Regions from separate parts of the Mus musculus genome. Here regions 1, 2, 3, 4, 6 and 7 are each linked to region 5. Evidence: chromatin contacts called from public HiChIP or PLAC-seq and promoter capture Hi-C data. All regions are on one chromosome and are shown on one strand. Each heading gives the region's core, a stretch centred on a gene start, on an enhancer-like site or on the middle of the called end of the contact. The rest is flanking DNA. Distances are from core to core; before and after follow the strand shown. Region 1 overlaps Gnptab (N-acetylglucosamine-1-phosphate transferase, alpha and beta subunits). Region 2 holds the start of Spic (Spi-C transcription factor (Spi-1/PU.1 related)). Region 3 holds the start of Chpt1 (choline phosphotransferase 1). Region 4 holds the start of Gnptab (N-acetylglucosamine-1-phosphate transferase, alpha and beta subunits). Region 5 holds the start of Nt5dc3 (5'-nucleotidase domain containing 3). Region 6 holds the start of Tmem263 (transmembrane protein 263). Region 7 holds the start of Arl1 (ADP-ribosylation factor-like 1).

Region 1 (3,590 bases), core at 721-3,220, 1.6 Mb after region 5:
CCTGCATACATCTCTTGGCAATATAGAGTTTAATGTTTACTTGTACCCTGCTTTCCAGTGTGCCTCCTTTGTTGAACGTGATGGCTTTTAGCTTCCTAACTACTTTCTTGAACCCATGTATTATGCTAATTACTAGCTCCCAAGATGTTCTGAATAGCGCTCTACCAGAGAGTCTAGATGAGCATTTATCTATTTATTAAATGTATGCTTCTTGTGTTGTTCATTGTAGTTGAAGACGCCCATGCTGGACCGTTTAAGGGAGGCAGCAAACAGATGGTTTGGAGAGCCTACTTGGTATGTCCTCTGAACTCTAGTTGTTCTTTTGCACTGGGCCAGAATAAAAGTATGAGTGACAGAGACCTCGGGTCTTGCTGTGTAGTCCCAGCTGGCCTTGAACTTGCAGTCTTCCCGCCTCCACCTCAGGCATGCTGGGACTGCAGTCCTGTGCCAGAAGCACACCAGCTTCTCCGCTGTAAGTTTCCCCCAGCTCCGTGATACGGACGGTGAGTGGAATCTTCTCTTTGTTCTAGACAACAGACAAAGAAGCCCCTGGCTTAGTGCTGATGCAAGGCTTGGCGTTCCTGAGTGGATTCCCACCGACCTTCAAGGAGACGAGTCAACTGAAGACAAAGCTGCCAGAAAAGCTTTCCTCTAAAATAAAGCTGGTAAGACAGAAAAGGAGCCACCCGCATGGCACCTCTTATTTCATGCAAGTTTAGCCAACAGTCATAAAGGGCAAAGAGCAACTGCCCCATCTCAGTGTGCTGTCAGAAGTAGATCTGTGCGGAAGAGCCTCCCCCACTGCTTCCAGCAATCCTCCTGCCTCAGCATCTCAAGTGCTGGTATTACAGATTCGCACCTTCAAACTAAGCTCTGAAATTACTATTTTTATAATTTATCACTCACATTTTTCTTACTCTGTGTGTGTTGTGTGTGTTTTTGTGTGTCTCTGTATGTGTGTGTCTGTGATACATGTCTATGTGTGGGTGTGTTGGGGAAAGTCGTAGAAGTAGTTAGAACTCTAACATGCACATCTATGAAAGCTTTCATTCATAAGGGGTTGTAGATATGTATAAAGTTTGAAAATATGAAATTCTGATTAATAGCAAATCCAGCCACCAATGTGTTTAAGATATAAGTGTATTTCTTAGCCATCAGCCCTGACCATTCTTTCTCTAAGGATCAACTTTGGTTGGCTGGTGACCTTTTCCCGAACATTTCTTATTCTCTGAATCATCTGCCTGGGACAGCCGTGTGGGTGTTTTCTTGATGACCTTACGTCACGTTGTTGTAGCACATTAGGGGGTGGAGGGTGGGGGTGAACACAGCCTCTTTTGTCTTAGAGGAGCAGGCGTACAGTCCTTGCCTCTGGAATGGTTGAAATCTGGCTCTCTCATGTTTTTACCATTTAACAAAATTTGTGAGGGGCTGGAGAAGGTGGGGGGTGGCGGAAAGGGAGTAGCGAGTTCTTTCTCAGTTCTTGCATTAGTCATTCCATCCACCCAGAGATCCCTGTAACTTTTTCCTCCTTCCCTGGCTTCGATGGGTTAAGGTGCTTTGTGTTACGGTGAGAAAACCGCTGTGTGAATGATGTCGTTTTTTTCTCGGTTCCCTTCTTCCCCATAGCTAGCTAGCTTTGTCCCTTAGTTTGTTTCCCCTTCCTCCTCTTCCTCCTCCTCTTTTCTTCATCCTCATTTTTGTTTGGGGCGGTCTCACTCTGTAATCCTGACTGGCCGGCAACTTGCTATGTAGACTAGACTGTCCTCAAACTTTGTAACCTTCCTGCCTCTGCTTCTTCTTGGTGCTCCAGGAACTCGCCACTGTGCCCAGCTGTCCCCTGTAGCCTTTCTTCGTCTGACATAGAAACAGTTCCAGAAGTGCAATCAGTTAGCATGCAGTACTTGTATGGACCGGAATAGCACGAAGCCGTATTTGGGTTGTATTTGTGGTTAATCTTCAGTTATCCTAAAATAGATGCCGCATTTCCTCCTTCCCCTGAGGTACTTTCAGTACTGATTTGAGCAGTTGAAACTATAGACAGATTAGCTTTCGTTTCAGTCAAACTTTATTTGGCTTTGGCTGAGTCGCTAACATCAGAATGACCGATAAATTACATCGGTCCTTTCCATTGCCGACTCATCCCCGTTATGTGGGAAGAATGGTGTTCCCGATTCTGTTTCTGTAAGTCCACATTAATCAAAAATTTAAAAGCAATTAGGAATTTATTTTGTCTTAATTGTGTGTGGATATTTTCACATCCTGCTGTGTTGGCCCACTTGTGTGCTGTCAACACCTGACATGCCTGTTGGTGACCAGTGTGTACTGACATAGATAACAGTTCTGAACAGCGGTAGGCTCTGCCAGCTGCTGCTGTGTGGTGTGTGCAGCTGGGTGTAAGGTGTAGCGGTGACTTGAGTTTGGAGAAATGGAGACCCAGTAGGAACCGATGAGGGCGCATTTGAGTTCAGTTTTTCCAGTCTGCGTCTGTTAGGGGAAAGTGCGGGCAACCCTTGCTCCCAAGAGTGTGTGTATATGTGTGTACAGGAGTAGGTGCATGGGGAGGCCAGAGGTTGATGTCAGGTGTCCTCCTTCGTTACTCTCCCCCTGATGAGCCGGAGTCTCTTATGGAATGTTTGGCCTCAGCCTCAGCGGTTGGCCAGGTTGCCTGACCAATGAGCTCTAGGGAATCTGTCTCCCTTTCCCCAACCAAGCGCTGAGCTTACAGGCCTGCTCGGCTCGTACACGGGTTCTGGTGACCAGAACTCAGGTCCCTATACTTTTATGCAGCCACTTCCCAGCCTCCGGCCCTTCCATTCTTCCCCTTCTGGTTCTGTTATACACCTTCTGAGAAGGGTGGTTCCTGTCATCGGTTCCCAGTCTTTCTAGATGGTTTTTATCAAATACCTCCTGCATGCCAGGGAGTATGTGAGAGAGAACAGAGGGAATTAAGACATTTCCTTGGGACATGAACACTTCCACTATAGCAGTGCCCAAGGACGCCTGGGTTTTAGTCAAGGTAGGAGTTAAATGGGCTTTGCACCTTAGCTGGGTCCTCAACAGAGCCACTGTTCCTGGGTTGAGAAGGGAGTGCTCTGAGAATAGCCTGGAAAAAAATGTTGAGGGCTGGGAAGTAGGTAGTGTGTCTGGGGAGTTCCTAAAGGCCACAGGCTTCCTTAGGGATGGCTGGGGAGATGGGCAAGGCAAGGTTGCAAGTTACCCTCTGATTCTCACATGCATGCTCTTGTGTTCATACATCCTCACACACATGCACACACATATGCACCACATGCACACGCATGCACACGCACAGACTCCCACACCACAAAATAAAAAATAAATAAATGACAAAGTTTAATCAGCAATGATTGTATTAAGTTCCTGGAACCCACTGAACTAGAACTTGCCTGATGTGATCATCATTATACTAATGAGACCAATGTCACTCTGTCCTCAGTACGCTTGTGCTCAGTGAAAAACCCTTATCCTGAAGGCAGGGAGGGCTGGGACAGTAAGAAGACGATCTGGTGTGTTTCTGAGGCACACACCTTAGAGTAGGGGCACGTTCAGTCCTGCAAGCTCTTCCTATCCAG
Region 2 (3,579 bases), core at 204-2,703, 1.9 Mb after region 5:
AACCTAACTAGTGGGAGTTCTGGAAATTTAAACTCTGGTCTTCAAGTTCACAGCAGAAGCACATTTGCCTGCAGAGCCATTGACTCGGCTCCTCTAACTTCTTAAATGTGAAGACAGCTGATGTTAATCACTGTCGCTGCGTAATTGATGACACAGAAATAACTGGAACATATTTAAGAATTCCAACGACTTATTTTATACACGGGGCATGGTGGTGTAGAGTTCCAGTAAACACTGGGTTTCTGTGAGTTAGAGGCTGTGTGTGACTTTTTCTTTTTTTCTCAAGGAAGAAAGATTCACGCTATTATTATCCCTTCTTGAGATTTGTATTTTCTCTAAGACACCGGTTGTCAGAGATGACCTTAAGTTCTCCATCCTCATGTGACTTGCTGAATGGTGTAACAAAGAAAAGCCACATAAGAAAGTGTGGGACTTTAACACAGATTACTTCATCATTAAACATAGGCTCAAGTTCTTACCCTGTAATCCTAGCTGATACTCTTTAGTATTACTTAATATTCAACATTTAATACTGATTAATACAGTGAGATGACAATACATCATCTTTGCACTAGATCACTTAAAAGAAAACATAAGAAGCCAGGCGTTGGTGGCGCACACCTTTAATCCCAGCACTTGGAAGGCAGAGGCAGGCGGATTTCTGAGTTCGAGGCCAGCCTGATCTACAGAGTGAGTTCCAGGACAGCCAGGGCTATAGAGAGAAACCCTGTCTCGAAAAAAAAAAAAAAAAAAGAAAGAAAAAAAGAAAAGAAAATGTATAAATTATAGTTTAGGCTATGTTCTTTTTTTGGGGGTGGGGTGGGGGGTGATCTCTTTACTCTTTTCACACAATGACAGTGTAGCCTGGTCTAAGATCACACACTCATTCTGTAGTCCAAACTGGTCTTAAACTTGCCAATCTTCTTGTATCAGCCTCCCAAATGCTGAGATTGTCGTCGTGCGCTAGCCCACCCATCAAATGAATACTATCAGTGTTAGGTATTTTTTAAAAAGCCATTCATGACTTTTAAACTATGACCTCACCCTGTAGTGCTGAAGGTTATTGTATTTTGAACTCACTCTTTAACAGCGCCTAGAGTATGAGAATAGAAGCAAACTCTTTTTACTAGCTCCCGAAAACAAGGTTTCTATGAACTGTAAATAAAGGAGCTTAATCAGTTTAATTAGAGTTTGTGTTATAAAGACCCACAGCCTCTACAGCCTCAAGCCTGCCTTTCCATTCCAAGCAGTATTTCAACTGATGATTCAGCTTTAGCTTATCAATGGCTTACTATTTCTCGCAGCGGAACAGACAGTAAAACAATAGCCCAAGAAACATTCATCCCAAGGAGAAAATGGAACACTTAATACAAAGGTTCAGGGAAGACATAAACTGAACACTTACCAGGAAAACCAAGTGGCGATATCTGTACTGAAATGTCAAGGACGCTATCAACAACACCCTGGCAGAGTCGCATTAAATAGCTATTTTTTAAGGAAGTGCTGCAAAGGGGATTTTTTTTAAAAGGCACAGTGCCTGCATAATTCTACTTCTTGATGTGACCAAGTAAGACACCAGGGGCTATTATTTTGAAAGGACATGTAATAGTTAGCATTCTCTGGGGCATTAGAATCAAACTCAAGGCTCAGCACCCAGTCCCCACAACATTCTCCCCCCCCCCCCAACACTCCACTCACTCCTCTGAGCTGCTAACTCCATCCAGAAACCTCTGACCTTAGCCACCCCTCTTTTCTCACTTATATCATCTCTCCCAGTTTTGGACTTCACACTCTAGACTATGGACTTCTTCTCAACAGCCTGCCTACGAGCCCTTTAGATCAGGCTCCCCACAATAAACCAGCACTTGATTGTAACCCTTCCTTTGAGACTTAGAGCCCCAGCCCCCACATGACAGCATTTGGTGTGACCAACCTAAAGCTTAGTTCTCACAGTTGACTCAAGAGGGAGTTTAAAGGAGACCTGAGACAAAGTCAAGACTCTTACGTTCAAACCTGATGAGCTACGTTCAGCTCCCAAACTTACAGAGTGGAAGAGAGAACTGACTCCTTCAAAAGACTAATTGTAGTATCACACTCAGTATCAGGCTTACGTACTACTCAGGAGAGGCGGGAGGACCACTGTACGTTTAAGAACAGCCTGGGCTACATCACATCACAAGAAGGAAAGGGCTACAACTCAAGAAAAGAAAGGAAAAGAAAAGGGGAGATGACTCAGAAGTTAAGAACACTGGCTGCAGACTGGAGAGATGGCCCAGCCGTTAAGAGCACTGACTGCTCTACCGAAGGTCCTGAGTTCAAGTCCCAGCAAACTACAAGGTGGCTCACAACCATCCATAATGAGATCTGACATCCTTTTCTGGTGACAGCTACAGTGCATTTACATATAATAAATAAATCTTTGGGCTGGAGCAAGCAGGGCTGGAGCTCAATTCCCATCAACCATATGATGGCTCACAACCATCAGCTACAGTGAGCTCTTCAGCTATAGTGTGCTCATCAGCTACACAGTGTGCCATCATCCACAGTGTGCCATCATCCGCAGTGTGCCATCATCCACAGTGTGCCATCATCTAGTGTGCCATCATTCACAGTGTGCCATCATCCAGTGTGCCATCATCCACAGTGTGCCATCATCCACAGTGTGCCATCATCCACAGTGTGCCATCATCCGCAGTGTGCCATCATCCACAGTGTGCCATCATCCACAGTGTGCCATCATCCACAGTGTGCCATCATCTAGTGTGCCATCATTCACAGTGTGCCATCATCCAGTGTGCCATCATCCACAGTGTGCCATCATCCACAGTGTGCCATCATCCACTGTGCCATCATCCACAGTGTGCCATCATCCACTGTGCCATCATCCACAGTGTGCCATCATCCACTGTGCCATCATCCACTGTGCCATCATCCACAGTGTGCCATCACCCACAGTGTGCCATCATCCAGTGTGCCATCAGTCACAGTGCGCCATCATCCACAGTGTGCCATCATCCAGTATGCCATCAGTCACAGTGTGACATCAGCCACAGTGTGCCCATCACAACCATCTGCCATCTGTACAGCTACATGGCGATGCCCAGCCCACCCTGCATCTCCTGGTCTAAACACACAAAGTGTGTGTCTGTGTGTGTGATAGAGAGAGAGATGGGGGGAGGATAAGAGAAGCAAGAAAAGGAGAAGGAGAAAGACCTAGAAATCTAGACTATTCTCTTTCCTTGGCATTGAGATTGCTTTACACAGAAGGGCACCTAAATGATCCACTCTCTGGATAGCTGATGTTTCTCAGATACTGCAGGCATGGATGAAGAGCAGCAAAGCTTACTTAGCTCTAAGGTTAGGTACACACCCTTCCCATGCATCCAGTTCACTTACCTGTCCAACACTGTGTCCGCCAGTGCAAGATGGGGACAAACTCCTCTGGCATCCTCTGGTTTGACTGACACAGACTTGACTTGGACCTACTTTTAAGCACTTTCCCATTTGGCCGGGGGACATCCAAACAAGCAAGTAAACAAAAGAATCAGTAAATCTTGTGGGTGGGAAGGTCAAGAAGGG
Region 3 (3,720 bases), core at 1,079-3,578, 1.7 Mb after region 5:
AAACTCACCGACCTCCTCAGGTTGATAAGGGTAAAACCCACAACAAATGTGAACGCCCTTCACATACATACTTGCATCATATCAAACGCCAGTGTTTTCAGACATGCCACAAATCCAACAAAAAGAATGTATCCTTCACAGTTGGATCAACTTGGATCTGAATTTTATCGACCCATGTCACTTATTAAAGCAAAATAGCCAGAAACTAGTCTTAGAACACGTTCGTAGCTACATCTTATGTGGATCCTACAATGTTGTTCCTCTTCTTACTCAGGCTACTTAGAGGCAAATACAGGATCCAGTGACATGCACTTTACAAACTCGCATAGTTATCTTCCATCTACCCCTTAGCCCTTTTACCTGGGCCGCTCTGGCTTAAGTGATCTCTCAGGGCCTATCACATCCTCTTTGAAAAATGAGTCTAATCCTATAAGATAATCACAAATTTATCTCATCCACAAGTCCCCTTCCACCCTAGGGCCTTAGGCCTTGTTTATCCGTTCGTTCTCCTAAGTGCTCCGTCCACAAATGAATGGTGAATGACATCCATGCTGACAGCTTAATTGGCTAATGCCAGAAACACCCAGACTGTTAGCCAAATCTAAGCCCAAATCAAAGCTAAATTTTACTATGCTTGCGTCACAACACTGTTTACCAACTGTGTATTTTTAATAGGTTGAGAGAGTTTTACTTTGTTGAGTAAAGGGCAGGGCCCTACAATTATCTGCATGTATCCTTCAGTCCTCACAGCTGCCCTGTAAAATTGGCCTGGCAGGCATTATTTCTATTTTCAAAACAGATCGGTTAGGTCTGCCATGGTGGCGGATGATGGGGAGTCAAATCCTTCACTTGCAGGCCTGCCATGCTTCCATCCTGATACAGTGAGCTTCAGGGGGTTCGGGAACCAGTGAAACCCCAAACAGCTTAGTGTTTTAAATCACATGAAAACAAGTGACAGTGGAGGTACACGTGACAAACACAGTTGTTGGCAGGCAAGATGTTTTAAAGGGCAGGCTCCACTAAGCCCTTAAAAAGAAGTGTTTGCATGGATGCAGAACATGAGCTATTTCTATTGTATTCCTGGTATCCAACCTCGACTCTCGAGTTTGTGCACGATCTATATTTACACGTAATTACAGAGGGAGCGTAAAGAAAGTAATGCCATGGAATCTGCAATGTTATCCTATATAGTGTTTCAAGACACTCTCCCTTGTTTTTATGCTCTCTATACTCAGCCCAATGAACCACTTCTGACCACCACTGTCTAAAGCCCATGTTAATATTCTTACTTTAGACTTAGGTTGGATATAATTACAACTAATAAAATATGTTGGTATTTATAATCTCAAAGTCTAGATAATTGTAAAGACTGTCACCTACATCCTGTTTGTTTTTCATGAAAAAGCCAAGGAAGCAACGAGGAAGTTTCTTATCTTATCCAGAAATAACTTATCTTCGATCAGTGCTACCAGTAATTTCAGGATCGCTAGGCACCACCTTTGAGAAACAGAATTATAAAGTGCTAAAGGGCACTTGGCCTTACCTAACCCATCCACAAGTCCTGCTAGCATGGAGATGTAGGTATTTAATCTCCAGTGTGCGAAATATGGGCTGGTGGTCCCATGGCCCCAGGGATGAGATTGGCAGACAGGGCTGGGGCAGTAAGTGACCTTGACAGCGCCCCTGCCCCCCAGAGAAGCTCAGAATGGTCACAGGATTGGGGTAGTGGTGCGACAGTCTCTAGGAGCCCCGGGGAGGCTGAAAATGAATACTGCCAGGGGACAGCAATCTGGTCGCGTCCGCACCTCCCTCCTAGAGGGAGACCTAGAGGATGCTCCGCTACGCAGGGTCTCCCCGCTCCACTGACGCCTATAGTGGAGCCGTCTCCGAAGGAGGCCCAAGGGGGGCTCCAGGGAACAGTACCATCGGGCGGCCAGCCCTACCTCCTCCGTGACTGTAGGGCAGTAGAAGATGAGCACTAGTGTGGTGACCAGGTTGATGGCGAGGCCGATGAGGGTGATGGTGTTGGGGGCCATCCAGAGCGGGATCCATTGGAGCAGCCAGGTCCAGTAAAGCTGCAGCGGCGGCTCGAACAGCGACTCTCCCACCGCGGTGTAGCGGTGCTCCTCCAGCCGCCGCAGCTGCGCGGCACTGAGCGGCTCACCTAGCGCCTTTACCCAGCGCGGCGCCGGCCTGGCCCCGGCGCCCGCCGCCATGGCTGCCTGCGGGGCCCGCCGCGACCCGGCGCAGCCCGCGGCCCGCGCGGGGGGCGGAGAGAGCCGAGCGAGGGCACAGCGCCCGGGCCAGCTCCGCCGGTGGGACTCACTTAGCAGCGGGCCGCGGGGGCGGGGCCGGGCCTCGGGGGCGGGGCAAGGCCGGGCCACGGGGGGGTGGGGCCTCAGCGAGCTCGCGGGCGGTGGCGAGGCTGGGGGCGGGACCGGGGCGGGGCCTCAGTGAGCTTGGCTCTGGACGCCCCGGGAGGGGTCAAGCAGCCTGCGCTTTCAGACTCAGGTCGAGGGCAGCTCTGGCCCTGCCGCTGTGACTTTTCTATTGGGGCTCAAGGGTTCGCCCTCCTCTCCAGCCTTTGCTCAGGTTTCCGTGACGACGCTTGGCTAGCCTGGATCCTGGTTGAGCTGGTTTTTTTCTACTGAGTGGTAGGAACAACTCTGACTTGTGTGTCTATGCCCCGGCCTCTTATTAGTCAAGAAAATGTCGCCTACTGAAACCTGGAGTGGTCACCATGTATGTACTGATCAGAAAGTACTCAAGCACCATGGGAATATACAAAGGCCCCTCCGCATATTAACTTAGTTACCCCTCACTGCGGGATCAGACGGCAAGGTTTTAAAACAAACAAACAAAACCCCCAGATCTTAGAAATATTGTCGTCAAAGGGAAACTGAATGTTTGAAACTCAAATGCCTGTTTTTTCAGACCACTTGACACTCCTTCCTTGGAGCAGAGAAAATTCTTAGCCAGTTTCACAGTTTCTTCAGTGGAGAAGGCCGATTGCCACATAATGGAAGGTCACCAGCTCCTTACTTCACAATGCACCCATTTGGACTGGGGGCTGTCATAAGCATGTTCTATTGCCTAACCAGACATAGGCTGCCCACTTGATCTAGACGTAGTGGGTCTGATCTGTATGCACCTTTCTAACACATCAGACAAGCTGGAAACTACTTTCTGCTTTCTTGGATTAAGCAACAGAGGTCATGGGATACACTCTTCCTCACCTATTTTGAGGAACGGTTAGCAACTTTTGGCTCAAAAGACAGGCCTTCCATCTCATTCTCACAGCACACTACAGAAGTATGCGTCTTACATTTTTTAATTACTGGGAAAAAAAACAAAGAATAAAGTTTATGATGTTAGAATTGATATAATTTAAATCTCAGTTCTGTGACTATAGCTGTGTTTCTTCCCACAGAGGTGAGGAGTTGTATAGCACAAGATGACTTACAAAGTCTTGAATATTCATTACCTGGCCTCTTACCAAAAATAAAATAAAATAAAATAAAATAAAATAAAATAAAATAAAATAAAATAGCTGGGTGATGGTACTGCAGGCCTTTATCCCAGCACTTTCCAGTCAGAGGCGGGGGGGGGGGGGGGGGGCAGGGGATTGGTAACACTTACATTATAGATTCCTAGTACTTTATCTTGCTCCTGGACTTTGAACTAAGCACCTTGCTGGGCCCTGCTAAGCTTTATCTTCAG
Region 4 (3,905 bases), core at 142-2,641, 1.6 Mb after region 5:
GAAGGGAGGGAGGGAAGAGTTCAAGGCTTGCCTGGCTACATTGGGAGTTAGAACCCAGCCGGGGCTTCTTGAGACACTGTTTCAAAATCCTCCACACCGTTCTGTCCCAGCTTCCCCCACTCCTGTCCCCTCCCCTTCCCACCCTCCCCCCACCAAGCAAAACAAAACCTAATAATTCCCAAACCAACCAACAAAACCAACGAAAGCTTCAGAAGAAAGAGGATAAGTTGAGGACTAGACGAATGAAACAAAGTAGGAAAGTGAGGGGTTTCATTTTAATTTTCTTTTGTTTATTGACAAGGTCTCACTACCAAGACCAGGTTGGCTTTGAACTCATAACCTTCTTGCCTCAACGTCCCAAGTGCTCAACAGGTATGCACTGTGGTAGACACTGCATTTGAGAGTATGCCGTGTAATGAGGGTAATTCCCCACTCCCACCCCACCCCCACACAAAAAGACCCAGGTAGGCCCAAACAATTCTCCAAGTGAATTTGACCCGAAAACTTAGTTAGTTCTCTATAACACTCCAGTTCCTTTTTAAAATTTTTTATAATTAACAATGCCAATTCAATAGCTATACTACCCAGTTGTATTTGAAAGGGTTTCTGAAATGGCTCAGCAGGTTAAGGTGATGCCAAGCCTGACTTCAGTTCCTTGAACCCGCAGCATGGAAGGACAGAAACAAGTGACCCTCACCATACACTCACACACACACACACACACACACACACACACACACACGCACACGCACACGCACTCACACACACGCGCACGCGTGCGAGTTCCCCTGCATACACAAACTTATAAGCAGATTGATTACCTATCAAAAGCTAAGGCTTCAGATAGTAACTAAATCCGTTAGTTTTCCCTGCTTTGCCACAATCAGCCTACCTGTGACCTCAAAAAATTTTTTTTGATAAATGCCCGATTAGTGACTTTTGTTTTTCCAAAACCAATTAAACCTCGTGTACGAACGTCTAGAGTAGATTATGTCATTTGGGACAAGCCGAATATGCATTCCCTAGCCACGATCTTTCAAATTTTCTTTCGAAGATAAACTTGAGGCAGGAGCTGTGTTTTTTTGGTTCATCAGGATTGCCCATTGGCACACTGCAGGGGACAGCCCGGGTCGCTTACCTGTTGGTTGGGTGGGTCCCACCGTGCAGAAGGCAGAGGGCCCAAAGGGCAGGGCCCACGGCGCACGCGCAGATGGGAGGGCGCGCGCCTGCCCTTGCCCCTCCGCCCTCTAGGTGGCGCTGGCGACTCGCCGCCGCCTCTCCGAGGCCAACCCCGGGTGGCGCCGGGCGCCTTGCGGGCCCTGGGTCCGCCTCCGCCGCGCCGAGGGCGTGGGCTCCGGGCTCCCGGAAGCGGCGGCCGCGGCGTGGAGCCCAGCGGGCCGTCGGTCGCCGGAGCGACAATGTGCGGCAGCCGGGGGCTGTGAGCTAAGCGCGGCGGCGCGTCCGGGGGCCCCTGAATGGCGGCTCGCTGAGGCGGTGGCGCGGCGCGGGCTCCTCCTGGCGTGGGGTGGCGGGGCCGGGGTGATGCTGCTTAAGCTCCTGCAGAGACAGACCTATACCTGCCTATCCCACAGGTATGGGCTCTACGTCTGCTTCGTGGGCGTCGTTGTCACCATCGTCTCGGCTTTCCAGTTCGGAGAGGTGAGTAGCGGAGCCCGAGCCCCGGAGCCGCGTGCGCAGCATTCCCCGATTGAGCCCCGCGGTGCCGGCACCCCGAATCTCCCTTCTGCCTCCCCATCTTCCCTGCAGCCTGGGGACCAGCACACGGCCCACTAGTCCCAGGCGCTGAGCGTGCATCCTCTCCCCGGCTCGCCTGCAGCAGCTGGACTGGACGTCCGGGCCTCGCGTGCTTCAGCGTGCGCATGGATCCCCTTCCTTCTGCAGGGTGTCCCCAAGAGTCCTCTGGCCATTTGATTTTGGCTCTAAGGCCTTGCGCTGGTGAAACTCTCTCCTAGGGTTTGTATTTTTCTGTAGTGATCCTTCATTCCCTGGCTCTCCGTAGGATCCAGTCCTGCGGTGCCACCCTACTAGTCCTTCACCGTTGACAAAACACCTTATCTTCTGTTTCTTCTGGATCGCAGACTTTGTCTTAGAGGCATGCGCGGCTTTGCATGTGAATTTTGCGCCGTTTTGCATGTGAATTTTGCGCCGTTTTGCATGTGAATTTTGCAGAGTGAAAGGGAGATTTTTTTAAATTAACTTTTTTCCTTTTTCATAATGGCTCTGCTGTTTTGTACAGCTGCATGCCAGCGGGTTGGAGGCCTTACTAGTGAGAATGCACACGCTGATGGGAAGCACCAAGTGCTTATCTCAGAGTAGGGCCCTTGTCAGGTGACTAGGACTGCCTGCGGATCTTGGACTCCAGCCCCGGACCTCTTGAGAGCCAGCACAGACCCACCCTTGCGTCATGGGCTATGCTAATACTTTTTAGATCAAGTCGCTGGTCCTTCTTGGACTGAGAACTGCGTTTAATTGATGTGCAGTGAAGCAGTTTGATTAGACTGTAAACTCTTCAAAGAGCACAGACAACCGGTTTGGGAGGTGTGAGCAGCCAGGTTAAATGAATTTTATGCTCCTTTGGAGACATACCTTGAACGTTCTGGGGACTGCCATTACTCTTCAGTTTAAATTTCAGTTATTTGATTCTTGGGTAGTCTAGTACAGTCTTCGCCATCTTAAGTGTGCAAAGGGGTATGAGCAGGTCAGAAATGAATGGGCACAAGTGTGCCATTCAACAGAACACTGCCCCTGGAGACAGGAAGAAAACATGCGCTTTCAAAGAGTTTGGAATGGTCTCCCTGTTTTATTTATTTGCTTATATTTTAGTAAGAGGTTAAAAGGGTTTTATAATTAACAGAATGCTCTTATAAAACGGCACAATACGTATGTGTGCGCTCAGCACCTACACCGGACTGTAAGCTCGGTGGAGAAACTGGTGTCACTTTAAATGCTGTAACCCTAGCCCAAGCCCAGTGCCAGGCAGTGCCAGTGTGTGCATACTAAGCGTCTGCTTAGTGATTGGCTGAGCGATATGGCCGGGTTCTAAGTGTGTTTTTAGTGGTTGTAGGGACTAGAAAAAAGTAATTTTACAGGTGAGAATGAGACTGTCGCCCACTTCCAATTGTGGAGTGTTTTAGTTTTCCACCACCTCCTGGTCCGTCTACGTTTCATGTGTTGTAACTTGATATGTTTTCGCATAGTTAGTGTCTGACTGCTTTTGAATGGCTTTCATTTCTGAGAAAGAGCCTTACTAAGTTGCCCAGGCTAGCCTGAAGTTCACAGTCTTCCGTTATCAGCCCTTCTGAGTGCTAGGGTTGTTGGTTTATGGTTTTAACCTGGTTCATTTTAAGTGGGCTGTTTACTGACCATGGCGTGAAATGCATTTGTTACAGCCTTGAAGAGTTTGAGACAGGGTCTTACCACGTCGCCCAGGCTGGGCTTGAACTTCCTATATAGACCAGGCTGGCCTTGCACTCAGATCCTCCTGCTTCTGCCTCTGGAGTGCTGGGATTCAAGGTGTATGCCATGAGGCCTGGCTCATAGACACAGATCAAAAAGTTTAGCTGAAATGAGAGAAATAAGAGTTAAGAGTGTCACCGGGTAGCAGGAGAGGTGGGGGTAGCTGGCCTGTGATGGGGGAGGGGCTAGGGAGAGCTAATCTGGATGTGACCAATGGCTCCAGTTAATGCTAACCATGATAATAGCAAGCATAGTCCTTACTAGGTGTTCTCTAACTGCTTCATACACTAATTTAGTCTTCACCCAGCCCTCGCATCTGGACAGTATTATTTTACCTGCCTCACAGGTTATGCAGCTGAGGTGTTTGCATAAATTAACATGGCTAATTCACAGCAGACATGCGCTTCAAGCTTAAGACAACTTGGCTT
Region 5 (3,880 bases), core at 609-3,108:
ACCTATTTTGGATTCTTTCATCAGATATTTTCTTTTAACTCTGCAGGAGTGGTCACTATCCAGGTCTGGGGATTCAGTTTTCTTACTCTCTTATAACGCTGTATCTGGTTTTAGTTACAAAGGGTGGGTTTCAAGTGATCCACGTTTCTATGGTAAGTACAACAATCGTGATTCCACAGGGTCCTATAGTCTAAGAGAATATATAGAAGCACTCTTACCAATCGTAATTTAAAAAAAAATTCTATAGTATATTTTGACTTAAAAATTCACCTAAGTAAAATTGATGATTGTTATCACCAAAACTTTTTATTAGTAAAAATAAGAAAAGATAGGAAGTGAAATGTCCTCAAGTCATAAAGGAAGCTTTTAATGACCAGAGCCCATGGATTTGATAGCATATCGATTTGCACATTTTATTGTCCTCCAATTTTATCACTGATCCATAAAACATTAACCTGTAACAGTTAAGGATTACTTTCTAGCTACCGTCCTCCCTACCACCCAACAGAAGAGGGGACTCAGCTCTGTGACGATAGGCAAGCAATCTCACCTCTGTTGTGCCTCGGTTTCATTGTGTTTAAAGGAGAGACGCGGTACGTTCCTTTTAAGACAGCTGGGAAGAGTGTATGCGATAAAATATACAGCCAGCTTTCTATTAATGGTTTTCATTATCAGTCAGGGACTAGCTCCAGTGTCATCACCTTCCACAAAAACATCTGACTCTTCCAGCCCACAACTTGAGTCGCTAATGCTTGGGGTTGTCTCACACTGTGCCTTGTCTGTCCTCTCATTATTCTAGCCATTCCCACTATAACCGCCCCCCCCTACTCAGTGGTCACCATGGGATACTTTGGGAATTTCTTGGGGCCCAGTGTTTCTCAGGTAGGTCTTGAATTGGTGATAGAAAGTCCCGCAGGAGCGGCATGGAATAAGTGCAGTTAAGCAAGTGAGTGGAACAGGTACCAAGCGTGCTGCCAGCGTGGGCAGGAGACTGCTAATCATGTCCGGAGGACCTCTCTGGAGGTGGGAACCCGGCTTTCCAGAGGCCTGCACTGTTAAGGAAATTTACATTTATCGGGAGTCTTCAGGGGCAGGATCTTGCAGACGACTTTAGACCTCGAGTGTAATCTCGGCCCAGCAACTCTTTAAAGGGCAACTCTTGGATAGGCCCAAGCTCAGCCTCAGGGCAGTCTCAGAGAGGCACCTGAGATCCAGGAGATACCTGCAGAAGCCTTTGACACGGAGTGGGTCGCATTCCAGAGACTGGGATCAGAGATGGATAGTGCGTACACTCATCAGTGCAATCAGAATTGGGGCCCGCCACGGAAGGCAAGAGGAAGGTAGAGCAGAGTCTTGCTGGCAGCGATAGGGTCGGAGATGAGTCATCCTAGCCCGTGTGACTTCAACCACCCTCCGCCCCCTCCTGCCTCGCGGGTCAGGAAGTGACCGCAGCCGACCGGGCGCTGAGCCCTGGCAGCTCCGGCCACGCCCAACCCGCTTTCTCTAAGGCCTCGCCCTTGACTCCGCCTTTGACTCAACCCAGACTCCGTCCCACTCCATTTCCACAGGCCCACACCTGACCCAGCCTCTAACTGGCCTAGGCCCCCGGCTCTGTCTCCCCAGGTTCGGTCCCTGACTCTGCCTCTGACGCAATCGAGATGGTCCAACTCATTCTCTCTCTAGACCCTATTCTTTACTCAGCCGGGGCATTCCTCTTTCCAACCAGGCCCCGCCCCTGACCCAGCTCAGGCCCCACCCATCCCGCAGCTCCTAGCCTAATCCTTGACCCCGCCTCCTGCTTCCCTCTAGAACCCGCCCACCTCCCCAGCCTCGCCCCCGGCTCCGCCCCACCGTGGGTGGTTCTTGGGCCGCGCCGGCACTTGCTCAGACGTAGGAACTGCCGGCGTGCGTCCCGGAGCCTCGCGACGCTGGCCATCCGTGCCACTGGCAGCTTAGAGGCAGCATGGCCACGGTGGCAGCGGCGGCCCGCGGGGCCGGGGCGAGGGCGGCGGCAGGGCTGCGGAGTTGCGGCGGGGCCGTGGCTCGAGAACGACCGCGCTCGGGCTGCGCTCGGCGCCTGTGCTCTGCCCCGGCTGCCCCGGCTGCCGTGGACATGAAAAGCTACCTGTGGGCGCGCTACCACGAGGCGAAGAGGAGCACGGACGGTGAGTGCGTGTCCCAGCTTGCGCCGCCCACTCGAGGACCCCTCGGGTCCCCCGCACCCTGCCTCTGTCGCGCGGCCCCCGCGGGGAAGGCGACTCTAAAACTTCGCAACTCTTTTTTGGCTTTCCCCCGCCGGGGAAGCTATTTCATACCTGGGGATTGTTAAATCTGGAGTGTACATCGCAAGTGCTCTGGGCCGCTGCGAGAGTTCCAAGGGCGTCGGTAGGAAGACATTCCCCCAAACACCGTTAGGTGTCATTCACCCTGGGAATGGTAGTAGCAGCCCAGCTTGCTGCCGCGCTGTCCTAGACAGGCTCCAGCGCAGGCGACTGGGTCAGGAGGATGAGCCGGTCTCCCTTTTGCAGGGTGGAGTAGATAAAATGTGCTGTTTGAAAGGGGAGGGTGGTCTGGTTATCCACCGCCCTCTGCGAGGAGAAGAGGAATACTTGTGGTCAGGTGAACTGAGAAAGAGCTTGGCTGGGCGGTTAGGGAATCGGAGAAGGAATGGAAAGAGGAACCAGATTATAATAGTATCAGGTATTGATGTCGACTCTGAATCGCCCATAGCCTCCGGAGGAGGGGGTCATGTCCATTATGTAGACGGGAAGGGCGAGCAAGGGGCCTAAGCAAAAACTGATTTTGACTCAGGGTCGGGAATCCATTGTCCTGTGTGTTGCTTTGTGCTTCTTGCAGTCAAACGTTTGGAACCTGGAGTAAAGGGCCAGTGAAGCACAGACACTGAAGCTGTCAGAGGACACTGGGATTTGGGGAGGGGGTGGTTTGGGGAGGGTGCTACATGAGGAAGGGGGTTGGTGAGGGAACGTTTTTGTAGGATTTCCATTTGCATCTTTGGCCACATGCCTGTTCAAGTGAAACAAAACCCACCTGGAATATCTTCACAACACATTCCGAGGTGTAAGCAATGGAGACTTCTTTGAAAGAGTGGCTTATTGGTTTTGGCCAGGCAAGTGTTTTGAGATGGGTTGTGTATTCCAGGCCTTAAAGTCATGAGTCTCCTGTGTGTTCTATCCTTCCAGGCGGGCGGGAACCACCATTCCAGGCAAACGTGTGTCCTGTCAGGGCCCTGTCAGCTCTTCTCTCTTGCTTAGTTTCCTCTTTCTTTTTGGTCTTTTTGAGACAGGGTTTTAAGGTAACCTTAAACTTGAAGCAATCCTCCTGCCTCAGTCTTTCAAGTGCTGGAGTTATAGACACGAACCACTCACTACTCCTGTCTTTTGTTTTTCTTTTCTTTTGTTTTGTTTTGTTTTGGTTTTTTTTGTTTTTGTTTTTTGTTTTTTTTAAGACAGGATTTTTCTCTGTAGTCCTGGAACTCACTCTGTAGACCTGGGTGGCCTCGAACTCAGAGAGATCTCATGTCTCTCTCCTGGAATCCTGGGATTAAAGGTGTGTGCCACTATGCCAGGCTATTCTGTATTTTTGGTTAAAAACTTTACTGACATGTATGGAGAGAATGAAATACAGAAACCCCTATACAATATTTAAACCCATTTGGCTGTGGGATTGGGACAATTCACACATGTCCTCTTGAGGAGTGAGCTATGGTTAAATGACTCAGTGTTTTGGTATGTACCTACTATGGAACAATACTTAACAATAAAAAGAAGAGTACCATTCATCTAACATACAAAAAAAATGTATATTTTAGGGAGTTACACTGTGGAGTGTGTCTGTGGGGTGGGGGTAGGAAGCCAGTCTC
Region 6 (3,791 bases), core at 301-2,800, 1.7 Mb before region 5:
ATAGGTAAGGAAACTGAGACAGCAAGAACTGACTGGGGTCAGATCTATAAGAAATACTGGACTACCTGTACTTGTAGGTTCAGAAGGAGCCAAAAGCTCCCTGGTACCTTCATTGGTTTATGAAACAGAATATACCACTGCTTTGAATTATAGCCTTAATTACTAGCAAAACTGTAAGTCAATTTGGAAAGAAAGTTATAAAGTTCTGCATTGTAATTTTGCCCAGGGTTCAATCTTGAAATCACCTATTAAAATCCTATTAAGAATTCAGGAGTCTATGACAATAAAAGATTGGTACTCAGTTAATACCACAGTTCAAACTCTCCTAATCATCATTCTCTTTTAGTTCTGTAAAACAAGATTATCATAATTTCAGCACAGTGATCTGAATGGACTTAATTCATCGATTTGATAACGGTTAAGCTCTAGTTCATTCTATTTAAGAACTGAACCAAGGTTAGCTCCCTCTCAGGATTTTTTGTTGTTGCTGTTAGCATCCCTTTTCTGAGACTTGATAAACACTTGCTATCCAGTTACACCACGCTGATTACTTTCATTTAAAAATTGAGGTCCCCTGTCCTGTGTATGTTTCCACTTGATAACTAGGTCGTGAAAAGAAAAAAAATCTCACGTTTTGGTATAATTTCTCAGTAAAGCCCCCTTACACCCACAGTCTCTCTTCTTATCTTTCCCAAAAGTGTAGGGTGGACTTATTGTCATTTTTATCTTAAAGATGTTGAGAGTCAAGGAAAAGCTAATAGCAATTATCTAGTCAGGTAGCCATTTCGTCACGTCTCTGCTTCCTCCTCACAGCCTTCCTAGGCAGCTATCACAAGCCCCCTTGGAAGCTCACTGTCCTGTTTCCCATCTGAAGCAGAGGCAACGCTGAACCCAGAGGACTTCCCAGACAGCATCTTCTTAGGCTGCTCAATACTTTACAGGACCCCACCAGGGATCCCCCCTCCCCCCAAGGCTGGCAAGAACGTGGAGGGGCCCTGACGAAGCCCTAGTTAGGAAGTGACAGTTTTCCTCCCTCTCCAGTTCAATTCTCACATCGATGAACCAACCTTCTTTCGCTACCAAAATTCAAGGCCCCCTGAAAGGCCTTGGGCATCCGCTGTGTGATGAGGGCGAACCTGACATGTTTACGCTCAAGGACTCCAGGTGGACCAACAACAACAACAAAAACCCCACACAAATTAGCAAGGCCTCGCCTCACCCTATCACTCGGTGACACAGGCTCGCAGAGCGCCCTGGGGAGAGCGACTGACAGAGGCCCTGCCCGTCACTCCCTTAGGGCAGCAGCTAAAGGTTGAAGCCCCTGGGCGAAGGAGAGGGAGACACCGGCGAGCATGCCGCCCTCCTCAGGGGAGAAGTTCTAAACCCCCATAACCGTTAGTTCCCTCGAGCCCGGAGAGTGGCCGAAGACTCGGGCGAGGCCGGAGGCGCGCGCCTCGCCGGGGCAGCGCCCCCTCGCCTGCTCTGATTGGGTGGCCGGGGCGGAGGGGGCGGGGAGACCCTCCGGATGAGGCGCGCGCGCAGGCTGGCCGGGGGCTGCTGGGAGGGCTGCGCGCGCCGAGCGACCGGTGGGCGCGGGAGGTGGGGGGGCGGAGGGCCGGGGGCGCGAGTGCGCGTGCGCGTCGGAACCCGAGGCGCGGGAGGAGGCGGGAGCTCCGGAGGCTGCGGAGGGGGCGGGTCGCGTCAGGCGCCACGTCCGCAGCCAGAAGCCGCCGCTGCCGCCGCCGCCGCCTCGCACCGACCTCGCACCGAGAGTCTTCCGACTTCTGAGCCGGAGAAGAGCATCTAGGTCGCGTAAGCCACTCCCGGGCCGCATCAGGGCCTCTGCTGCCCCGGCCGCTTCTGCTGTTCTCCGTGCCACCGCTCCCTCCGCCCGGCCGCAGCTCCCGGCCTCGACCCCGCGGTGAGTGAGTGTGTCCCATGGCTGGGGCGGGGGCGGGAGGGTGTCGTCGGCCTGAGTGGCCGCACTCCGGGCCCTTTCCCGTTAGCCTCATCTGCACCTCACCTGCACGACCCCGGGGCCTGGCCGCTCCAGCCTGGCCCTTTGCGGGGGGACACTGAACGGGAGGGGGATGGGCGGGAGTCGTTGGGGGGCGTACGGAGGTATGGGGTTACCCCAGTGGGTCCACGAGTTTGTGGACGCGGTGTCTGCAGTTGAAGGGAGTCGCTCTGGAAGCCTGGGTCTGACCTCTTGCCTTGAGTGTCAGGCTGGTGCGGAGGAGGAGATGGGGCATCCGAGGAGGAGCCCAGCTTCCTTGCCCCACTTAACTTCTGACCTGTTGATAAACGGTCCCGGTGGGTTCAAGTACACAGGGCTTGGCTCCAAGCGGAGATTCCCGCTGCTCTTCCTAAATCGGGAACTCCACTCCCACGCCTGTTCTAAGCCCGCAGGTGTGGGAATGAAGAGGGGCGCTGGCAGTGTCAAGGAGTGACTGGGGAGCAGGGGGGAAGGAGTCCTGGAGCAGCCGCCAGTGCAGTCACTGCCGACCCCAAGCTCAATCCAAAACCGAGCCTGCCATGCACAAGCAGCATCTAGTCTAGCCCCGGAGCTGCCACTCGGGATCAAGTTGGATCGTCTCTCTTAAGCCCGTCTTATATTGGAATTCCGCAGGAACTAGGGTGTGCTGGATGGACAACGAAGGGGCGGAGGAAGGAGGTGTCCAAGCCAGCACCAGCCTCTAGGGTCATTTTCTGCCTCTCCTGCCACGTCACTGCTCTGCTCAGGGGAAAAAAAAAAAGACTTGCTTGTGCCTAAAGGTGGATCAATGAGGGGGAGCTAGGGCTGCTGGGAAGAGTTAGAAACACCTAGACTAGGAAGCGAAATCTTACTTGATTGTGTCTTTTGTATCTTGTGAACGCTACTAATCCAAAAGGAAACATTGTGGGTATTTGTATCTGCTATTGGTTAGTGCTTAAAACTTCTAGTTGTTGCCGCTCAAGGGCTATCACACTAACAGGTAAGTATGTTTCCATTCTTGCTTTAGCAACGCTTAATACACATCTGCTTTCATTTTTCACTTTCATTTTTTTTTGTATAGCAGCACTTATACCAGAAACTAAGTTCAATGAAAGCATCATTCGAAAAAAGTTCAATGAAAACATCATTCGAAAAGTTTAATTGATTTTAACATATAAATTCAAAAGTGTTTGATATATATATGTTTATATTCGGGGAAAATCTTGACTTTCCCGTTTCCGTCCTTGAGTCTTTACCCTTTTCCTACATTCTGATGCTACTGGACCAGATGACATACAATTAAGAGTACGGTCTTTATGTTCACTCATTGTCTCAACAAGATGTGGCACAAAGTAGGAATGGCAGCATCTATTGAACAAATTAAGTGTATTTTAGTGAGGATGACAGAAGTACTGGTTTTCTGGCTTGGCAGAATATTTTAATCCTATTTCATGTTTCTTTAAGAAAAATACTTAAAACTATTTTGACAGTCTCGATTATTTGTCACTTTGTGTGGGATTTTTTGTTTGTTTGTTTGTTTTGTTTTTTTCTGTGTAGCCCTGGCTGTCCTGGAACTCACTTTGTAGACCTGGCTAGCCTCGAACTCTGAAATCCGCCTGCCTCTGCCTCCCAAGTGGTGGGATTAAAGGCGAGCACCACCACTGCCCGGCCGTGTGGGATTTTAAAACTTTCATTGATAAATTTTTCTTTGTTGCCAAACTCAGTGCTTTTCTTGTAGTCTATTTGCTGTTAATTTAGTTGGCGGGAGCTACCTTTTATACAAGCAGTGATCAGCATTGTTAGCTACAGAAGCATA
Region 7 (3,699 bases), core at 1,020-3,519, 2.0 Mb after region 5:
CCATCAGCTAATAATGACTATTCTTGCAGAAGACCCTGACTTAGATTGCAGCACCCACAAACACGGGGTTCACAATTGTCTATAACTCCAGCTCTGGACAGCTCCAGATGTTGCTGGCTTCTGAGAGCATCGGTCCTCATGTGTACATACTTACATGCATGCCATGGGCACACAGACACTCAAGAACTATAAAAAATAAATCTACATAAGAAGGTATAAAATCAACCTGAATAAGCTTATTAATGTGGAAAATATGATGCGAATGTACAAATGCACATGCTTAACAATAACTAGCCAGCCTTAAAAAGGAAATAATCTCACGTATAAAATGAATGTAGAAGTCATCCTGCTAAATGAAATAAGCTTAGTACAAAAATCACACATTTCCACCTACGAGGGCGTTGGAAGGTTTAATTCATAAGTAGAGTCTATGGAGACAACTCCGAAGCCGAGAGCGCAATGGTGACTGTCAGGGGATGGAGCAGGGATGCAGATACATCAGTAAGATGGTACAGATTCTTTTCCAACAGGATGAACAAGTCCCTTAGATGTATAGTCACAGCATGATGACCATATTTAATAACAATACACTGCCTATTTGATAATTGCCAAATAGATCTTCAGTGTACTCAACCTACAGGAAAAGGGAATATGAGGGTTTGCCTATTTTCACGGTAATCATTTCTCTCTCATGCATATGTATGTATGTGTGTGTGTATATATATCTATATATACCTATATATCTATCTCACACTGTGCAACATACATATAATATTTTGTCAATTAAACCCTAGTAATGCAGGCCGGGAGGTGGTGTTGCACGCCTTCAATCCCAGCACTCGGGAGGCAGAGGCAGGTGGATTTCTGAGTTCGAGGCCAGCCTGGTCTACAAAGTGAGTTGTAGGGCAGCCAGGGCTACACAGAGAAACCCTGTCTCGAGAAAAAAAAAAAAAAAAGCCCCAATAATGCTAGACTAAATCTTAGGCAGTTTGTAAATTTCCAAAAAGATGACCATTTTCATTATAAACCAGAACATAATAATGCAATGTTTCCATGTGGAAGAAAACTTCCTAAAAAAGGGCTATTATTATTTCCGGCGAAAACTCAAGAGCTTGAGATAATTGTACTTTTCTGTTTTGAGAAACTTAACAGAAAATAAGCCAATTTTTTTGTTCATTTTCTGCATTTGAAGTACTCTTCAATGACATCTTTCGCCTGAGATTCTTGGCCAAAGTCCTTAACCACCACACAGCTGCAACCTATCACTTTCCGAGGTTTCCCCTTTCGATCAATTTTGCAGAGGCCTACCCATTCCCCCAGCTTCTTGTTGTCATCAACCTTAATTAGGTTGATCTGGTGCTCAGCACAGAGGGTTTCCACCAACTTGATGTACATAGGTTTATCACAATTGGATGCAAGCACACAGAGATGGGCTTGGCGCTTGCCTAAGGCTTTGGCAGCTTCGTGAATTCCTCGCGCTAGGCCATCGTGGACCAGGGCGGTCTTCAGCACCTCTTGCAAAGCCGTATTGACGTCCATGACAACTCCAGCAGCAGTGCCTTCCTTAGCCATGGCGTGGGTTACAGGTGGATCCGACCTGGAGCGCGCCTCGAGCCTCTGAGAGGCTGCGCAGAAGCAAGACGCGTTTCTAAGAATTTTAAGAAACACCAAACCCTTTCACTATCGAAAACTACCTAACTTCCAACTCAAGTTGCAGGAGGCAAGAAGTTCCCAGTTCTGCGGAGGCGGAAGGGTGGTCGGTCAGGTGGCCACCCAGAGATCAAAAATTAGACACCTCGGGTACGAGGGTGCCCCGTGTTGGTGGTATGCAGTGACTGCGGGTGAGCTTTCTCGTTATTATTACGTAACCCTGGCTCCTCCTGCGGGAATGCATTTAGAGGAAAGTGGACCGCCTCCGCAGATGTGCAACCACCGGGACGCTGCAACCAGCGCCAGCATTCTGTGCCTTCGCTTTATCGAGCTTTTATTTTCCGTTGGCCGATTCGCCACTTTATGATATCAGAATTTAACACGAAAAAGTCTCATTTTAATATTTGAGAAGGCCTTATTGTCCAGAAAAGTGGAATCAGGAAACACTTTTGTCTTAAATTTTTTTTTGTTATAGTTGTGGCGTTCATTTCTGCTACGCTCAGAGCGCCTGGGAGTTGCATCGAAAGCGCCGACGCGGACGCCCAGACCTCCGTGTCCAGCGCGCAGTCGCAGTGGCCTTTCGCCCCGGCTCCCGCCCCCGCTGGGTGGACGACGTGGAAGTTGCTGGCCGACCAGGCTTGGAGGAGTCCGCTTCGGAACCGGAGTCCGGGAGTAGCGGAGGTGGCGGCGCCCAGGCTCAACTAGGAGTCGCTGCCGAGTCCCGGCCTGTCTCTGAGGATCGGCGAGGGCGCGGCGGCGGTTCATCATGGGTGAGGAGCGTGGGAAGGGCGTCAGGCGACCGAGGGGACCGGCCGGGCCGCGGGGCAGCTCTTCGCTACCTTGGCTCTTCACCTGCAGGGAGATTCCGCCTCCCGGCTCGGTCCTTTGCACCCGCGGGGTCCGGACTGATCCCAGCCCGGCCTTTTCCCCTCATCCTGCATCCCCCATCTCGGTTGGGTAGGCGGAACGGGGCGTCGGGTGCCTGGCAGCCAGGCAGCTGAAGGTTCACCGAGGTGTCTGATCCTTCGTGGAAGCTTGGTGGCATCGGGGTGGGTGTTGGGACTGCGTCACTTCTGAGAAACCCGAGGACCGGTGTTGTTTGTTGATCCTTGCGCTGCTCCTGTCTGCTCGCCCGCTGTAGTTAGCTGTCCGTAGATATGGTGGATGGAGTTAGGTGGATTGTGAAGTCCGGTGGGACAGGGAGTGAGATGTTCATGTCGCTTCGCTGATTCGCACTTCTCCAGGTGAGGGAACTACGGTAGACGTCCGAGCGCACCCGACGGTGGTGATGCTCCGGTACAGGTGGAGCTTCTAGGAGTTGCAAAATCTTCGGTTTCTGTCAGTATTTACTCAGTTTTCTCAGAAGTGTGTGGATCCGGTGCATTATAGTTCCGTTCGGTTCTCTGTAACCTTTCGGCGTTGTTTTTCCAAATCTAGACGTCTAAACGGGCAAAAGGACTTTGTCAGGTCACACCCATTCTTTCTGTATACAGCTTGCTCCGTGTTCGCTTTTCTAGAGTGGGCAGCTTTAATTCTGCCATTCCCCTCAAATAGCAAAGTGTAATATCTCTTCCTTTCTTCCTCCTCTCCTCTCCTCTCCTCTCCTTTCCGTGTGCGTGTGCGTTTGTATGCCTACAAGGGAGCGCTGTTGGAAGTCAACCCTTAGTATGCTAGGCAACGCCCTTCTGCTGAGCTGTATAGCCCCAGCCCTTTTAAAACTTTGAGATAGGATCTCACTAAGTTGTCAAGTCTTGAACGCAACTCACTCTGCAGCCAAAGGTGGCCTCAGACTCACTGCTATTGGTTTAGCCTCCTATTGGACCACTAGCCAAAAGGCCTTGCCTTTTATTTTTAAAATTGTGTGTGTATCCGTGTATATTATATGTTGAGCATATTCTTCATATCCCCCACGTTTCCGTTTTCTCACTTTCTATTGTGAATCTTTTTTTTTTTTTCCTCCCTTTAGTGACTTTTGAAGGCAAAGTATTTGTGCCACAAATGCTTTTACATCTCAGGGTGCCTTGGGTACATAAAGGTTCCTGGGAATAT

What was found. Promoter capture Hi-C pulls out the DNA fragments that hold promoters and counts their contacts. HiChIP or PLAC-seq counts read pairs in DNA pulled down with a chosen protein or histone mark. Capture Hi-C pulls out chosen DNA fragments and counts their contacts.
Region 1: a contact with region 5 is called in a promoter capture Hi-C map of pre-B cells, with 4 times the contacts expected there. The contact joins the enhancer-like site here to the promoter of Nt5dc3 in region 5. A contact is called at or near these places in 2 of 39 promoter capture datasets (hippocampal neurons and pre-B cells), 1 of 484 Hi-C or Micro-C datasets (B cells) and 2 of 115 datasets of contacts at active chromatin or transcription factors (embryonic stem cells and microglia).
Region 2: a promoter capture Hi-C map of embryonic stem cells shows a contact between it and region 5, with 6 times the contacts expected there. The contact joins the promoter of Spic here to the promoter of Nt5dc3 in region 5. A contact is called at or near these places in 1 of 39 promoter capture datasets (embryonic stem cells) and 1 of 115 datasets of contacts at active chromatin or transcription factors (embryonic stem cells).
Region 3: a contact with region 5 is called in a promoter capture Hi-C map of pre-B cells, with 7 times the contacts expected there. The contact joins the promoter of Chpt1 here to the promoter of Nt5dc3 in region 5. A contact is called at or near these places in 2 of 39 promoter capture datasets (liver and pre-B cells) and 1 of 115 datasets of contacts at active chromatin or transcription factors (astrocytes).
Region 4: an H3K4me3 HiChIP or PLAC-seq map of embryonic forebrain shows a contact between it and region 5, with 15 times the contacts expected there. The contact joins the promoter of Gnptab here to the promoter of Nt5dc3 in region 5. A contact is called at or near these places in 4 of 39 promoter capture datasets (the 3T3-L1 cell line, hippocampal neurons, liver and 1 more), 1 of 484 Hi-C or Micro-C datasets (CD4 T cells), 3 of 115 datasets of contacts at active chromatin or transcription factors (astrocytes, embryonic forebrain and extraembryonic endoderm stem cells) and 1 of 9 other capture datasets (adipose tissue).
Region 6: a promoter capture Hi-C map of adipose tissue shows a contact between it and region 5, with 2.9 times the contacts expected there. The contact joins the promoter of Tmem263 here to the promoter of Nt5dc3 in region 5. A contact is called at or near these places in 1 of 39 promoter capture datasets (pre-B cells) and 2 of 9 other capture datasets (adipose tissue and pancreatic islet).
Region 7: a promoter capture Hi-C map of pre-B cells shows a contact between it and region 5, with 2.6 times the contacts expected there. The contact joins the promoter of Arl1 here to the promoter of Nt5dc3 in region 5. A contact is called at or near these places in 4 of 39 promoter capture datasets (the C10 cell line, liver and pre-B cells), 2 of 484 Hi-C or Micro-C datasets (muscle stem cells and uterus), 1 of 115 datasets of contacts at active chromatin or transcription factors (astrocytes) and 2 of 9 other capture datasets (adipose tissue and liver).

The regions. Positions count from the first base shown.
Region 1 is chr10:88,418,896-88,422,485 of GRCm38.p6, forward strand. Gnptab (N-acetylglucosamine-1-phosphate transferase, alpha and beta subunits) reads left to right here. Exons shown (of 21, transcript NM_001004164.3): 6 at 230-294; 7 at 531-665. Among named protein-coding and RNA genes, the nearest start is that of Sycp3, 39 kb to the right of the region's middle. Within about 2 kb of position 1,971, at least 107 of the 459 cell types and tissues checked have an H3K27ac peak or open chromatin away from gene starts, as enhancers often do. A contact at or near this core is called in B cells, microglia and pre-B cells, where this site is marked.
Region 2 is chr10:88,681,570-88,685,148 of GRCm38.p6, forward strand. Spic (Spi-C transcription factor (Spi-1/PU.1 related)) reads right to left here and starts at 1,454. Exons shown (of 6, transcript NM_011461.3): 1 at 1,406-1,454.
Region 3 is chr10:88,501,642-88,505,361 of GRCm38.p6, forward strand. It overlaps Chpt1 (choline phosphotransferase 1), which reads right to left and starts at 2,329. Exons shown (of 8, transcript NM_144807.3): 1 at 1,944-2,329. The coding sequence starts at 2,216.
Region 4 is chr10:88,377,877-88,381,781 of GRCm38.p6, forward strand. Gnptab (N-acetylglucosamine-1-phosphate transferase, alpha and beta subunits) reads left to right here and starts at 1,392. Exons shown (of 21, transcript NM_001004164.3): 1 at 1,392-1,659. The coding sequence starts at 1,543. Gm40733 (predicted gene, 40733) reads right to left here and starts at 1,188. Exons shown (of 5, transcript NR_168608.1): 1 at 1,139-1,188.
Region 5 is chr10:86,777,147-86,781,026 of GRCm38.p6, forward strand. It overlaps Nt5dc3 (5'-nucleotidase domain containing 3), which reads left to right and starts at 1,859. Exons shown (of 14, transcript NM_175331.3): 1 at 1,859-2,165. The coding sequence starts at 1,964.
Region 6 is chr10:85,101,077-85,104,867 of GRCm38.p6, forward strand. Tmem263 (transmembrane protein 263) reads left to right here and starts at 1,551. Exons shown (of 3, transcript NM_001013028.2): 1 at 1,551-1,921. Fhl4 (four and a half LIM domains 4) reads right to left here and starts at 1,419. Exons shown (of 2, transcript NM_010214.4): 1 at 1,220-1,419.
Region 7 is chr10:88,729,145-88,732,843 of GRCm38.p6, forward strand. It overlaps Arl1 (ADP-ribosylation factor-like 1), which reads left to right and starts at 2,270. Exons shown (of 6, transcript NM_025859.3): 1 at 2,270-2,420. The coding sequence starts at 2,417. Gm4925 (predicted gene 4925) reads right to left here and starts at 1,957. Exons shown (of 1, transcript NM_001037166.2): 1 at 397-1,957. The coding sequence starts at 1,572. The coding sequence ends at 1,174.